Linked DNA regions of Sus scrofa: region 1 is linked to region 2. The links are chromatin contacts, called in public HiChIP or PLAC-seq maps. All regions are on one chromosome and are shown on one strand. Each heading gives the region's core, a stretch centred on a gene start, on an enhancer-like site or on the middle of the called end of the contact. The rest is flanking DNA. Distances are from core to core; before and after follow the strand shown. Region 1 overlaps PTPRJ (receptor-type tyrosine-protein phosphatase eta). Region 2 overlaps PTPRJ (receptor-type tyrosine-protein phosphatase eta).

Evidence for each region. HiChIP or PLAC-seq counts read pairs in DNA pulled down with a chosen protein or histone mark.
Region 1: an H3K27ac HiChIP or PLAC-seq map of alveolar macrophages shows a contact between it and region 2. The contact joins two enhancer-like sites. A contact is called at or near these places in 2 of 47 Hi-C or Micro-C datasets (liver and skeletal muscle) and 1 of 2 datasets of contacts at active chromatin or transcription factors (alveolar macrophages).

The regions. Positions count from the first base shown.
Region 1 is chr2:14,695,075-14,701,749 of Sscrofa11.1, reverse strand. All of the region lies in intron 1 of PTPRJ (receptor-type tyrosine-protein phosphatase eta), which reads left to right. Among named protein-coding and RNA genes, the nearest start is that of TRNAE-UUC, 22 kb to the right of the region's middle. Within about 2 kb of position 3,794, at least 46 of the 83 cell types and tissues checked have an H3K27ac peak or open chromatin away from gene starts, as enhancers often do. A contact at or near this core is called in alveolar macrophages and liver, where this site is marked.
Region 2 is chr2:14,600,369-14,606,797 of Sscrofa11.1, reverse strand. PTPRJ (receptor-type tyrosine-protein phosphatase eta) reads left to right here. Exons shown (of 25, transcript XM_021083062.1): 2 at 2,054-2,078; 3 at 4,405-4,629. Among named protein-coding and RNA genes, the nearest start is that of TRNAE-UUC, 73 kb to the left of the region's middle. Within about 2 kb of position 2,022, at least 45 of the 83 cell types and tissues checked have an H3K27ac peak or open chromatin away from gene starts, as enhancers often do. A contact at or near this core is called in alveolar macrophages and liver, where this site is marked.

The DNA.
Region 1 (6,675 bases), core at 2,545-5,044, 93 kb before region 2:
TACAGATGAGGATGTTCGGGTTCAATGACATGAAGTAAGCTGCACAGCTAGAAAATGGTAGATTGAAGCTGTCCTGCTCCTAGCGGGCCAGCATGCCACCTGCTCCTGGGAGACACTTGCAGCCTTCTTGCTGAGAGGGCCCAAAGGCTGAGTGGTGCTGTAGAGTGGCAGGGGGCTGGATAGCATGCGTGTGTTGACACACTGGTGTGTGCGGGTGTGGGGTGAGGGGTGATGACGCAGGCAGCCTCGGCAGGACGTAGTGTGTGTTGGCGACGGTAGAAGAAACAGAGTGGAGGTTGTGAGTGGGAGTGGGATTCTTGGCTTGACTTTGTGACCTTGGGCTGATCTTGACTCCTTTGAACATGACCCTCCTTACCTGGAACCTGGGGCTCTTAAAGCCCCCTGCCTCCCTTAAGGCTGAACAAGGAGGGGCTGGGGGGTAGGGAGAGAGGGGCCGAAGGGAGGAAAAGAGGAGAAATGAAGTGGGGGACCAGAACCTGCTGGAACAGGTATGGGGGGCAGGTGCAGGCAGGTTTGGGAGGAGGTCCCCAGCTGGTCTGGGAAGACATACATCCTTGCCCCTGGAGGGGGCTGGTTCTGAACTGTGGGAAAGCTCCTGCCCAGAGGTTAATGAGCTGGTCATGATGCTGTGACTGTCGATTTTTCCTTGTATTTGAATTTGAGCCTTTGTTTCTGGGAAGAGTCTGGCGCTGACCCACCTCCATCTCAGCAGCGGCCCCGAGTACCTCCCTCATTCGGCCTAGGCATCCCCTTCTAAGCAGTGAGGCTTTCCTGGGTCCAAGAGATCACTCGGATGGCCTCTCCCATCTGGGCCTGTCTCTGTTCAAGTGGCAGAGCTGGCTGTCACCTTTATCAGTGCCTTGCAGCTTGCCTGGGTTTTGTGAAAAGCTTGTCGTTGCCAGTTAGAACATAAAGACAGAAACCTCCCCTTTGGAGTTGGCATCACAATGACTTGCTCTTGTTCTGACTCCAGTATTTTGCTGGGTTGTTATGAATCAGTCACACTTTTTTGTTGTTTTTAAAGTTTGACAAGCACGTTAGTCTTAATATGAGAAGCTAGGCTTATGGGATGCAAGTTAGATGATTTTTTCTTAGACTAAGTCGGCCTCCTGCCCCTAGTCCCTATAAGAGAGTGATCTGACACATTCTGTTTGATCCTGACCTCTGGGGACCTAGGGGACTTGGATGTGCCATCTTTCCTCTGTGTGTTTCTGCTCCCTTGCCTCCAGGCAGCAGCTGTTGGTCAGGGGCTGCATTTATCAGCTTGCCTCGTGGAGGGGCACTCTTCATTTATGTAATTGGTGAGGCCCAAGGGCCTCCTTCAGAGCAGGGAGGGACCTTCGGGATCACCTAATCCAAACCTTCCAGGAGTTCCCGCTATGGCGCAGTGGATTAAGAATCTGACTGCAGTGGCTTAGGTTGCCGTGGAAGTGCGGGTTCGATCCCTGGTCCAGCCCAGTGGGTTAAAGGATCCGGCATTGCCACAGCTGCGGTATAGGTCTCAGCTGTGGCTCTGATTCAGTCCCTGGCTCGGGAATGTCCTTATGCCATGGGTACAGCTATAAACAAAACAAAACAAAACAAAAATAAACCTTTCACTTTGTAGACCTTGAAACTAAGGCCCAGAAAAGGGAAGCCACTTGCCTAGGACCACACAGCTAGTAACAGAGTGAGCCTAACTTTCTGACTCCACCACCCTGTTCTCCTGGACACTAAAGTTTCAATAGTGAGCCCGTAGGGCGCTCAGGGAATGTATCTGTCTTTGACCTGTTTCTCCACGGGGTGGAGAATTGGATTTCTGGGGTTGAACTCTGATGTGTGCTTGGGCATCTGCTGGGGGGAAACCCGTTCCTTTAGGGAAGAGTTGAAGGTGTGTGCCAGTGTCTAGCGTCTCTGCAGTTTTCAGCCACCCAAGGGGAGGGAGAGCACGCTTGGATCTTGGAGGTGTTGGCTGCCAGATGGTCCCCACCTGCTACCCCCATTTATTGCATTTCTGTCTAATAGAGGAACCAACCCAGTAACCCAAACTGGGAGGCTGAGTTTGGGAGGTGAGTGGGGGAAGGAAAAGAGTCGTGTTCTGTTTAGAATAAAACTTGTTGATAATGACGTTGAAAGTCATTGTCTTACTCATCCTCCTTGGAGATAAGTCTCACAATGGGTGGTATCTGGGGTGCAGAGTTTCCCCTGTGAGAACACAGTGAGATGAACTTTGTGTGGGCTGCCCTGTTAAAAACAAGAAGCCATAGGTTGGAAACAACCAAAATGTTAAGCGGCGGGGGATTGTGGAAACCATGGATTATGACGCAGTCATCACAAGTGCTTTGAAAGAACACTTCATGATACGGGAAGGGGAAGAGGTTCATAACATAAGACCTTTACAGTTGTGGGCTACAGAGTAAAGTGGAAACCCAGTTGGGTAACACAATCAGTCAGACTTCAAACTCAAAAACATGTTTTGCAAGGATACGGGAGTACTATAGTGCGGTCTTTAAAAAAAGCCTGATGCGGCAGCTCTAGGCCAAGGCCCGGCTCTGCCCCTTAATTGCTGAGTGCCCTTGGGCAAGTGCCTGGACCTTCCAAGCTTGGGCAGGTCATCTGGAGTTTGGGAGAAGTATCTTGCCTCTGGGCTGTAAGAATTCAGGGAGATATCTGGGCCTTCAGAGGCAGGCAGGGCTTGCCTCTGACCTTGGACCTCCTCCTCGGGTTGTTGCACTGTGGTTGTTGTCAGGCCAGACCGTATTACTGCTGCTTCAAGCCCGTCAGAGCCGCTGGTGCCTTCTGGATGCTGGACCTGTGCAGCGTGTGGGCTCATGTTGCCGTGTTTCTTGCCGTGTCCTCCAGTGTGCTGTGCCCTTTTTCTTGCCACCAGTCCTGTCCACCTGCTGAAATTACTCTTGTATTTTGCCTCCCTTAAATAGATGGGGTCACCCCAGGGTGCCACGTCACAGGGAATGCTTTGCTGGTACCAACCTTGCACATCAGCTGGTTTCGATCCACACCCTCTGAGTGGTGCTAATTGAATGGACCGCAGCCCCAAGGTGGTGGTTTCAAGGTTGGCAACCAGGAGGCTTTGTTGGAAGGCCTACCACCCACAGTGTTGAGTGCCATGCCTCTCCATTCAGCATGGTCCCCTGAGCCTGCTCTGTGCCACGCCCTGTACTGAGTCTCAGGGGAGTAGGAATGGAGGGTCACGTCTCAGTAGTCAAGGGCCTCACGTTCTAGTGCGGGAAAGAAGGCGCGCCTGCTCTGGACACGGTTGGACGGGGGAGGAGGGAATGGAGAGAAAGGGGGCTGGGCCCTGAGAGAGGATGGCTCACGGGTCTCAGCCCCCTTCCTGTCCCTGGCACTTAGCCCAGGGCCTGCACACAGGGCTGCTGAGAATGCAGCTCAGGGTTGCATTCAAGATGTCCAGCTCTGCGGGGCAGAAGTCAGATGACCAGTAATGTTAAAATGACACTTGGGCTCATGTTCACCTATAGGCCGCTTGAATTTCTTTCAAACACACGTACGAGGTGCCTAGAACTAGGAGGACCGGGACTCTGGCAGCTGGGTAGGTCCACATGAGGTGTGGACACAGGCCACAGCAGCCTAGGGGCACAGAGGGGCCTGAGGTCAAGGCCAGGGTTCAGCTAGAAGCCTGGGCGGGTACTCGGTCCTCAGTACTCGGTAAATAATTAACAGTCGTTTCAGGAATGAGTGAATGTGCACCAGAACCTGCGGGGTGGAGCCGAGGCTGGGAGCAGCCCTCTGCTGCCCGGAAGTGCTTGGTAAACACTCGTTAATCATTTCCTGCCCAGCGAGCCCTGTGGGTGCCCAGGAGAGCCCTGGTTCGCATGGGGGAGGGGGTGCTCGTCACTGAGATGCCTGGCCTCCTGCCCGCCTGGCCCTCTGGGAGCTGGGGGGTGGCACCTTCCAAGGCAGCAGCCAGAGTGTCAGCCAGGGGAACCTGTTGCCAGGCGGCCTCTCGGCTTAGTGAGCACAACAGAAACTCGTGATGCCCCGTGTGGGCTGCCAGCCAGGGGCTCCTGGACAGACACACACCCAGGTCCTCTTCCCGGAGCCTCTTCCCAAAAAGTGCTGCCCTCCCTGGGGGTTCTGAGGACCCTTGTCTCACGCCCGACTTTGGGGATCTTTGCTTTGACTTGGATATTTCTCTGCATGCAGGTCACCCTGAGCCAGGAGTCTGGGAATTGGTCTTGCTGAAAGAGTGGGTTCTAGAATGTTCTGGGGCAGCCAGAGTGTCTGTATGTCCAGACCAAGGGAGCTGGTTAGGTCCAAAGGATCTGTTTGATTTTTTAAAAAATGCCTTGTGTTCCCAAGCTAGGAGGTGGTGGTGGTGGAGGGGGTCGGCTTGGAAACTGAGCATGCTCTCTGTTCCTTGGCTGTTATGGGACCATATCTTTATCTTCTGGGTGGCCCCGTTCCTTCTTAGGATCAGTCGGAGTCCTTAAGTTCTCAAGAACACTTGTGGTCTAGTTTCCATTCTGTGGGGGCAAGCAAGTTTGGAGAATTCTGGGCCAAGCAAAATCAAACGTATCTTTCTTGTAAGACTTCAAGGAACCTTCCACGTGCTTAGGACTCTTTCAGAGGGAGACGGATATTCAACTTTTTTCCCAAGATTTTTGTTTTACCTCATGTCTGTTTATTTCTGTATTTATTTCTTTTTTCTTTTTTTTTTTTAAGGGCTGCAACCCGTGGCATATGGAGGTTCCCAGGCTAGGGGAGTCAGAGCTACAGCTGCCGGCCTACACCACAGCCATAGCAATGCAGGAGCCGAGCTGCGTCTCACGGCAGCGTCAGCTCCTTAACCCACCGAGCAAGGCCAGAGATTGAACCCACAACCTCATGATTACTAGTCAGATTCATTTCTGCTGCATCTCTCTATTTATTTATTTATTTATTTATTATTTTATTTTTATTTTTTGGCTGCCCTGTGGCATATGGAGCTCCCAGACCAGGAATCAGATTCAAGCCGCAGCTGTGACCTATGCTGCAGCTGTGGCAATGCTGGATCCTTAACCCACCGCACCGGGCCTGGGATCAAACCTGTGTCCTGGTGCTGCAGAGAGGCAGATCCTGTTTCGCCACAGTGGGAACTCCTATCTTTCTCTTTAGAGTATCTCACGAGACCAGTGTTTCTAGGAACCTGCTGCAGAAAATTCATGAACTCCACAAATATTTATAGAGTAATTACTATATGTCAGTGGCTATTCTAGGTGCTTGGGATAAATCGATGACCAATTCAGACCAAGAGCTCTACCCTGGAGGAACTTACCTTCTTGTAAAAGCGACGAACTGATCTTTATGGAGGATGTACTGTGTATCAGGTGCATGCCTGATCACCTGTTATCCTGTTTAACCCTCGCACAGCCTGGTCAGACAGATGGACCATTTCACAGATGAGGTAACTGAGGCTCTAGGGCGTAAAGTGACTTGCCGGCGTTGGCTGAATTATCCTTTTTGCAATATGCCTTTGCATTGCAGGAGATGCTGGTGAAGTAAGGAACTCCTGGCAGAGGCATCAGGGTCTGTGGTGGGGATCTGTTAGCATGTTGTTGTGACCTTTTCTAAAGGTCCAGTGGAGAAACTTTTCTGAGGCTCTGAATCAGGCAGGGAAAGATGTGCTTCTCTGGAACAACTGGTTTGTTTTCCTGTTCTGGGCACCGAGAATCTCGTGGCCGATCATGTTTCCCTTTCGCTTTGGTTACTAAGCACCTGAGAGCGAGGTTTGTGGCCTATCTTGACACTTCTGCAGGAAGGCATCATATGGTATTTTTCTATGTGCTGACCTTACCCCAGCCTTTGTTCTTTTTCTTACACTTATTTTCTCTTGGCCCGACTCCCTTGACTGTTTATTTTATTCTTTTGTGTTGTTTGTATTGTTCGAAGCCGCTGTAAATATTCGGTGGCTGGGGCTGAGTATAACTAAATTTAAAAAATAATGGTAAGATGACTTGTGTAAGATCCTCCAGCTAGGTTTTGGGGAGGCAGGCTCTTCCTCTGTCCACCACACAGCCAGCCTTTTGGGGTGAGGATCCACCAAGAGACAGGTCTGTTAGCTTTTGTAGCCACCGTTTTGGGGGTTTTGGAGGAAGCTGGGCTGGCTGAATTGGAGCCCTTGAGGGGGCTTGAATTGACTAGGATGTCTCTCACGTGGTTTGAGCGAAACTCTGGGCTATAGATTTGTTCTCGGTAAGGGCTACTCAGCCTCCCCTTCCTGCTTGCGGTTTCCAGGGGGCACAGACCTCCCTTGGACAGACCGGTGAGCACTGTGTACTCTTTTTTTTTTTTTTTTTTTCTTTTTCCTTTTTCTTTCTTTTTGGCCATGCCCGAGGCATGCAAAAGTTCCCGGGCTGTAGATCGAACCCAAGCCACAGCAGTGACACCATCAAATCCTTAACTGCTAGGCCACCAGGGAACTCAGCACTGTATGCTCCTTGCAGCTACTTCTCGTTCGTTATCCTCACGGCAGCTCGAGAGAGAGGAGGAGCACGTGGTGTTGATGAGGCAAGAGGCCTGGAGTGGCTGAATGGATGTCCTTCCAGGTGGTGCCTGAGCCCGCACCCCAACGCAAAACCAGACAGCTCCCACGAGAGCTCCCTGAACCCCCTGTGGAGGAGACAGCATGGGAGTGGGGAAGAGCTTAGAATTGGG
Region 2 (6,429 bases), core at 773-3,272:
CTACCCTGAAGTCCTCATTTGCGGTCATCTTTCATTTCCCTTTCTTTCCTGGAAACAGTTTGAGAGCAGGGCCCAGATTGTTAGTGTTTTAGATGATATTTGGTGGGGTGGATGGAGGACTGAATGGGTTCCAGGTGAGGACACAACACAGAGATGCAGAGGCCAAGAGAGAACACCATTGCAAAGGGTTAGGACGTGTCATCCTGGAGTCACGAGGTTATGTAGTTTAATGTCTTCTAACTCTGCCCCCCCACCATTTTTTTTTTTTTTTTTTTTTTTTTGCTGCCCTGGGCTGCTGACTGAGCTCCTGACTCCTCCTTTTCCTCCCTCTCTCCTGGGGTCCATCCTGGACCATGTGGTTTGATGCATGGCACAGATTGAGAAGAAGGGGCTGGAGGCAGGAAGGTGAGCTGGAAAAGTTTTGGCCTGAGATGAACAGTGCTTGAGGGTAGAGCGTGGTGGTGGGAAGGGAACGTCTGAGTGAGTTTGAGGGGGAGTAGGAAAGGAGAGTCAACAGGGCTTGTGTCCTCTTCCCCCCGGCTTTCAGGGAGCGGGGAGAGGAAGAGTACTGGTGTCTGGGTCACTAGGAGACGGGGACAGGGGACAGGCGCCTCCTCCTGTCCACCTAACCCATGAGTATGAGTATGGATGTTGTCCTTGTCATCTCCATTTCATACATGCAAAGTGGCAGGATAAGTGGAAGGAATGCTGGGCTGGGCCCCTGGACCAGACCAGCCTTGGTCTTGGCCTTGGCCTTGCTGTGGGACCTGGGGCAAGTCTTTTTCCCTTCTCTGGGCCTTAAGGATTGCCCCTTCTACAAAACGAGAAGCTCATTTTTTCCTTCACGGGCACTTATGGAGAGCCTACTGTGTGCACCAACAGGTTTCTGTTCTCATGGAGTGTACTTTTCAGCTGGAGGAGGTGGATGCTAATTGAGGTGAATGCTGGGAGGAAACACTAGTGATGTGATAGAGAGTGAGTGGGGCTGATTTCCATTGGTGGGTTGGGATAAAGGACTCTGGAAAGAGGTGGCCTTTCAGGCCACGATCTGGCAAGGTGTGGGGGCAGAGTATCTTTGGAGAAGGAAATCGATTAGTAAAGGCTCCAAGGGAGAACCAGCTTTGAGCGCAATGCAAAGGAAGGGGCGTGAGAGGTGATGAGCACAGAGGGGCCACCCAGGCTGTGGTGAAGAGTTTTGCATTTTTATTCTAAGTGTGATGGGAGGTTGGAGGACATTTTTTTCCCCCCACTGGTATCCTTTTTGATTCTTTTCCTCTTTAAAAGGACCATACTTTGAAACAGCCTAGTAACCAAAAAGGCGTGTTTACTAAACAATAGAACGAATGGTCTTGAATTATTTTCGGCTTTTAAAATATGGGGAAATAATTTATGGATCACGATACCTATCTTTGAGGACCCCCCAGGGATCCAGAGATGGCAGATTGAGACATGGTCCACTGTACCCTCTTTAAGTTCCCTCTGGTTCAAACATTTATTCTTCTCAAAGCTGTTTGCCATATGATTAAAAAATTATTACTGCCACCTATTGATAGAAGATGAATTTTTTCACAATGAAAGTCTCAAACTCGGTGGGTTTCTTCTGTCGCTCGTCTGGCTTGACGCCCTCCGTTCTGGACCTGAAGTGCCTCTGGGGAAGGGAGTTGGGGTGATGGTCCTGCTGTTCTTTCTGACCCAGAGAACCTCAACTTGTATTTCACTGTCCTTCTGCCTCAGTGCACAGGGTAGAGACAGGTAGGGGTGTTGACCTAGGAGGCTGCTGGTGTCGGATGTTTCTGTGGGAAAAAACACCTGGTGGCTAACAGCTGTTTTGTTTCTCTACAACCGAGTCAGTCCATTGTTTGTAATTGACCTGCGCTTACACCGAATTCCCCTCTCCAGTGGCCCCACACCCTATCCTTGGCCAGCAGGCCTCTGCTTAATGTACGTCTTAGCACGCCGCCCCAGTTCTTACGTTCTCAACTGCTTTATTTCTGGTTTGCATTTGCCATGTCTGAATGAATCTGCTGACTTCCGTTTTCTTTTTCCGTTTCAGAACCTGTGCGCCGCCGCCGAGGACTGTAAGTACCTCTTCCCACGCCACGCTTGTGTTGTTCGCTACTGCCCCCTGCTGGACGCAGCGACACTAACAGCCATGTGAAAAATCACAGAAAATGCTAACTAACATTGGCTAAAACCTGCTTAGTTTCCAGTTTTTCTATCTTTAAATATATGTTTAATCTTTATTTTATTATATGACCCACAGGAATATCTAATGCAAGGGAAATATCAAATTTTTATTTTTTAGCTTTAAAAAAAATTTTTTTTTTATTAAAGTATAGTTGATTTATAATGTTATGCCAATTTCTGCTGTACAGCGTAGTGACCCAGTCATACATATATATATGTTCTTTTTCTCATACTATCTTCCATCATGTTCAATCCCAAGAGACTGGATATAGTTCCCTGAGCTGTACAGTAGTAAGACCTCATTGCTTATCCGTTCTAGATGTAATAGTTTGCACCTACCAACCTCAAACTCCCCATCCATCCCACTCCCTCCTCTCCCCTGGTTTTTCTTTAGAGGTGTGATGAGGGTGGAAACAGCAAGTGAGAGAAAAAATTCAATCAATTGTGCAGTCCCGACAAATTAAAAATAATTTTTTTCTGTGATTTTCTTCCTTTACATAGGTGGGTGATTAAAAAAAAAAAGGCTGAGTTTTCAAGATTTATATTTATTTCGTGTACTGTTATCCCATAAGTTTCTTTCTTTGTTTCCTTTTTTTCTTTCTTTCTTTTTTTTTTTTTTTTGGTTGCTGCATTGCCCTGTGATTTTTAAAGTGACGTCAGGCGTGTGTATAAGCTTTGGGAAGCCAGATGTAGCCTCTTGCGTGTTTTGCTTCATTGTGAAGGGCTGAGTCTCAGTTGCTAACTAGTGCTGGTCCATTGACATCCTCCTGGATCTATAGTAAAACGAGAAAAATAAGGACAGTGCTGTAACTTTTTTTTTTTTTTTTTTTTGGCTTCACTTTCAGCCTATGGATGTTTCCAGGCCAGGGATTGAATCGAGCAGCAGCTGTGACCCACACTGCAGCTGAGGCAACACCGGAGTCTCACCTTCTGTGCAGGGCTGGGGGTGGAACCTGAGCCTCTGCAGCAACCAGAGCTGCTACTGTTTTGTTTTTTTATAGCCCTACCTGTGGCATGTGGAAATTCCCAGGCTAGGGGTCTAATTGGAGCTGTTTACAACTGCTGGCGGCCTATACCACAGCCACAGCTCATGGTAACACAGGACCCTTAACCCACTGAGCAGGGCCAGGGATCGTTACCTGCTCAGTAATGATGCTCATGATGGGAACTCCTTTTTGGGGGTTGGGGGGGCTTTTTAGGGCCACACTTGTGGCATATGGAGGTTCCCAGGCTAGGGGTCGAATAGGAGCTGTAGCTGCTGGCCTACAACACAGCTCTGCTGAGCCACGACAGAAATTCCCAGAGTTGGATTCTTAACCCACTGTGCTACAGTGGGTATAGTAACTTTAATGAAACTAAATATATTCAGTTGAAAGCACTGTTTATTCTGGGATTTTGTCCTTACTAATTTTTTTTTTCTGCTGCTTTTTGCTTTTTGGGGCTGCACCCGCAGCATATGGAGGTTCCCAAGCTAGGGATCTAATCAGAGCTACAGCTTCTGCCCTACACCACAGCCATAGCAACATCAGATCTGAGCCACGTCTTGACCTACAGCACGCTCACGGCAACGCTGGATCCTTAACCCACTGTGCCAGGCCAGGAATCGAACCGCAACCTCATAGTTCCTAGTTGGATTCGTTTCCACTGCACCAGGACAGGAACTCCATGTCCTTGCTAATTTTTTTTATTATAATTTGTTTTTAAAAGAAATAAAATTAATAGCATTTTGTCATTTTTCATGTAGCTTTTGGGGAAAAAAATAGGTAGCTTTGGTCTGTCCTCAAAATTCAAGAACTATTTTATTTTTCCTGCTTGGTAAAAATTTCCAAGTCTGAACACTCGAGGTAAAATAATTAGAAGGCTCTTGCAGTGCCATACCGAGGGGGCAGACCTTGTTGAAACCTTCTAATAAAGCAAATCTCAGTTAATAGCAGTAATTATGCAAAGCCTGTGCAAACAATGGAAAGAGTTCTACAGTTGCTTTTTTCCCCTTGTTAATCAGTTTGGTAAATAAGCTGCTTGGTTCCTTGTGCAGGCTTGAGTCACTGGTGCAGAAGAAAACATCTATGCGTAGAGGTGATCTCATCAAATGGGGAAGGGGAGCTGAGGAACTATGATGTGTTTTAAAGATTATAGTAAGGTCTGGGGTCTGGCATGTATATGGTGGGCAGTGCCATTTTATTAGCATGCCTTGTGTTTTTCTTTCCTGTTTTCTAGGCTCCCGCTGTGATACGATTGGGTTCAGACCTACAGCCAGTGAGATTCGTTCTATCAAGGCACCAGGAAACTTTTCAGTAATAAATGTAACTGATTCGAGTGGCCAAGTTCAATGGCTTCCCCAAGCAGATGGTGAGACTTCATTTTCAGGGCTGGCTCCTGGGACCACCTATCTTTTCACCTTTACGAATGGCTCCAGTACTTGCTGCCAAGAAATGCAAATAGGTGAGCGAGGCTTTTCTTTTGGGCTGGATTGTGGGTTTTAGAGACTGTTTGTGTCTTCATATCTGCAGTGTATTTATTGACCATCACTTTATCTGAGCTTCAACAGTGAAAAGCAATTACTTCTTGTGTCTCTTGGCTCCCCATCTTTGGCTCTCAGGGTAGCCTGTCTCCTCTGCGAATGCTCTGACGCTGGTCTCTGTCAGCCCTTTGCGCGGTGCCGTGATGGATGGCAGAGCAGTTAAGAGCATGAATGGAGAACTGGAGAGCCAGGTTGGCTTCCTGATTCTATCAGTTTCTCACTGTGTGATCCAGGGCAAGTCATTGGTCCTCTTAGACCTGGGTTTCTTCATCTTTTTTGCAACACACACACACACACACCCACACACCCACCCACACCAAATCAACCAACCAACCAAACAACAAAACAAAAACTCCATACATATATACACACATTTTTAAAAGGATATTTTAAGATGTACTTTACTGTCTGAACGACTGAAAGTTAAGGGCCTGCTTTTCCAAAATCTTCTTAGGATCCCCGGAGGAACCAACACAGTTCCGTTCTTAACACATTGCTCCTTCTTTCAAATGGCGCCATAGCCTCGTTCGTGAAGTCGTCGTGAAGTGTACGTGAGGCGATGTGTGCACAGCACCTGAGTGCAGTGCCCGGGACTCTGTCAGCCCCCCAAATAGGGCCGCTGCTGTTCTGGCTGCTTCCACCTCCGTGACCGTGGTGTTATTGTATCATTTTCTTCCTCACATTATTGTCTTTCATTGCAAATGGCACCAAAGCAATAACCTGCTAAATGCCACTCCGACCCCTGCCCTGATCACTTTATAAAGAGAAAGCTCAAGTCTGGAGGGGCTTCCTGGCATGCAGGTTAATGAGCAGTCTGGACAAGGCACCAGATTCTTCCATGCCTGTCCCCTTTCCTTTTTTCTTGTTTCCTCTCCTGCCTGCACCATCCCCCCCCCTTTTTAAATTTTTTTGGCCTGCCATAGCTTATGGAGTGACCGGGCCAGGGATCAGCTCTAAGCCACACTTGTGACCTATGCTGCAGCTGCATCAATGCCGGATCCCACTGTGCCGGGCCAGGGGTCCAGCCTGCACCCTAGTGCTGCAGAGATGCCGAGGATCCTATTGCGCCACAGCGGGAACCCCCTCTCTCCTGCCTTTCTTCCTTGATTGGGTAAATGTTTCCATCTCTCAGGTTCCAGTGAAGCACACTCTCCATGCAGTCATTGGAAGGCCATGTGCATGCCGAGGTGGTGTTACCTGCACCACCTTAATCCTTTAGGGATCAGCTACCGGAATTGAGAAGAAGGGCCTCATTGCCTGTGCTTACTCTTCTGTTCCTAGTGGTTCCTCCTCCATCGTGACTGTACTTAGGGTGCATCCCTTTTGAAGTTTTAGTTACTGTTAATAACCACCAGTGGCTTCCACTGTGTTCAGATCCTGTACCTCTCCAGTTCGACGGCTGATGAAGTGGGGTTCAGAGCTGGGAGATGACGTTGAGCAAAATCCCATGCTAGTGACCAGCAGGATCGGACTCTGAGCCCTGATGTTTGACAGTCCAAATCCAATGACTTTGGATCACGGTGCCTTCATAATAATCCTTTGTGTTTAATAGAGTGTTTTAGAACTGTCGGCAGAGGCATCCAAGACTGAGGGCTTTTAAGGGACAAGCTTCAGATCACACAGCTAAGGGGCAGAGTAGGTCCTTACACCTGGATTACATGTGGATTCCAAGACCAGCCCCCTTCTCTCTATGCTCCTCTGTCCAGTGCTGTCTTTATGCA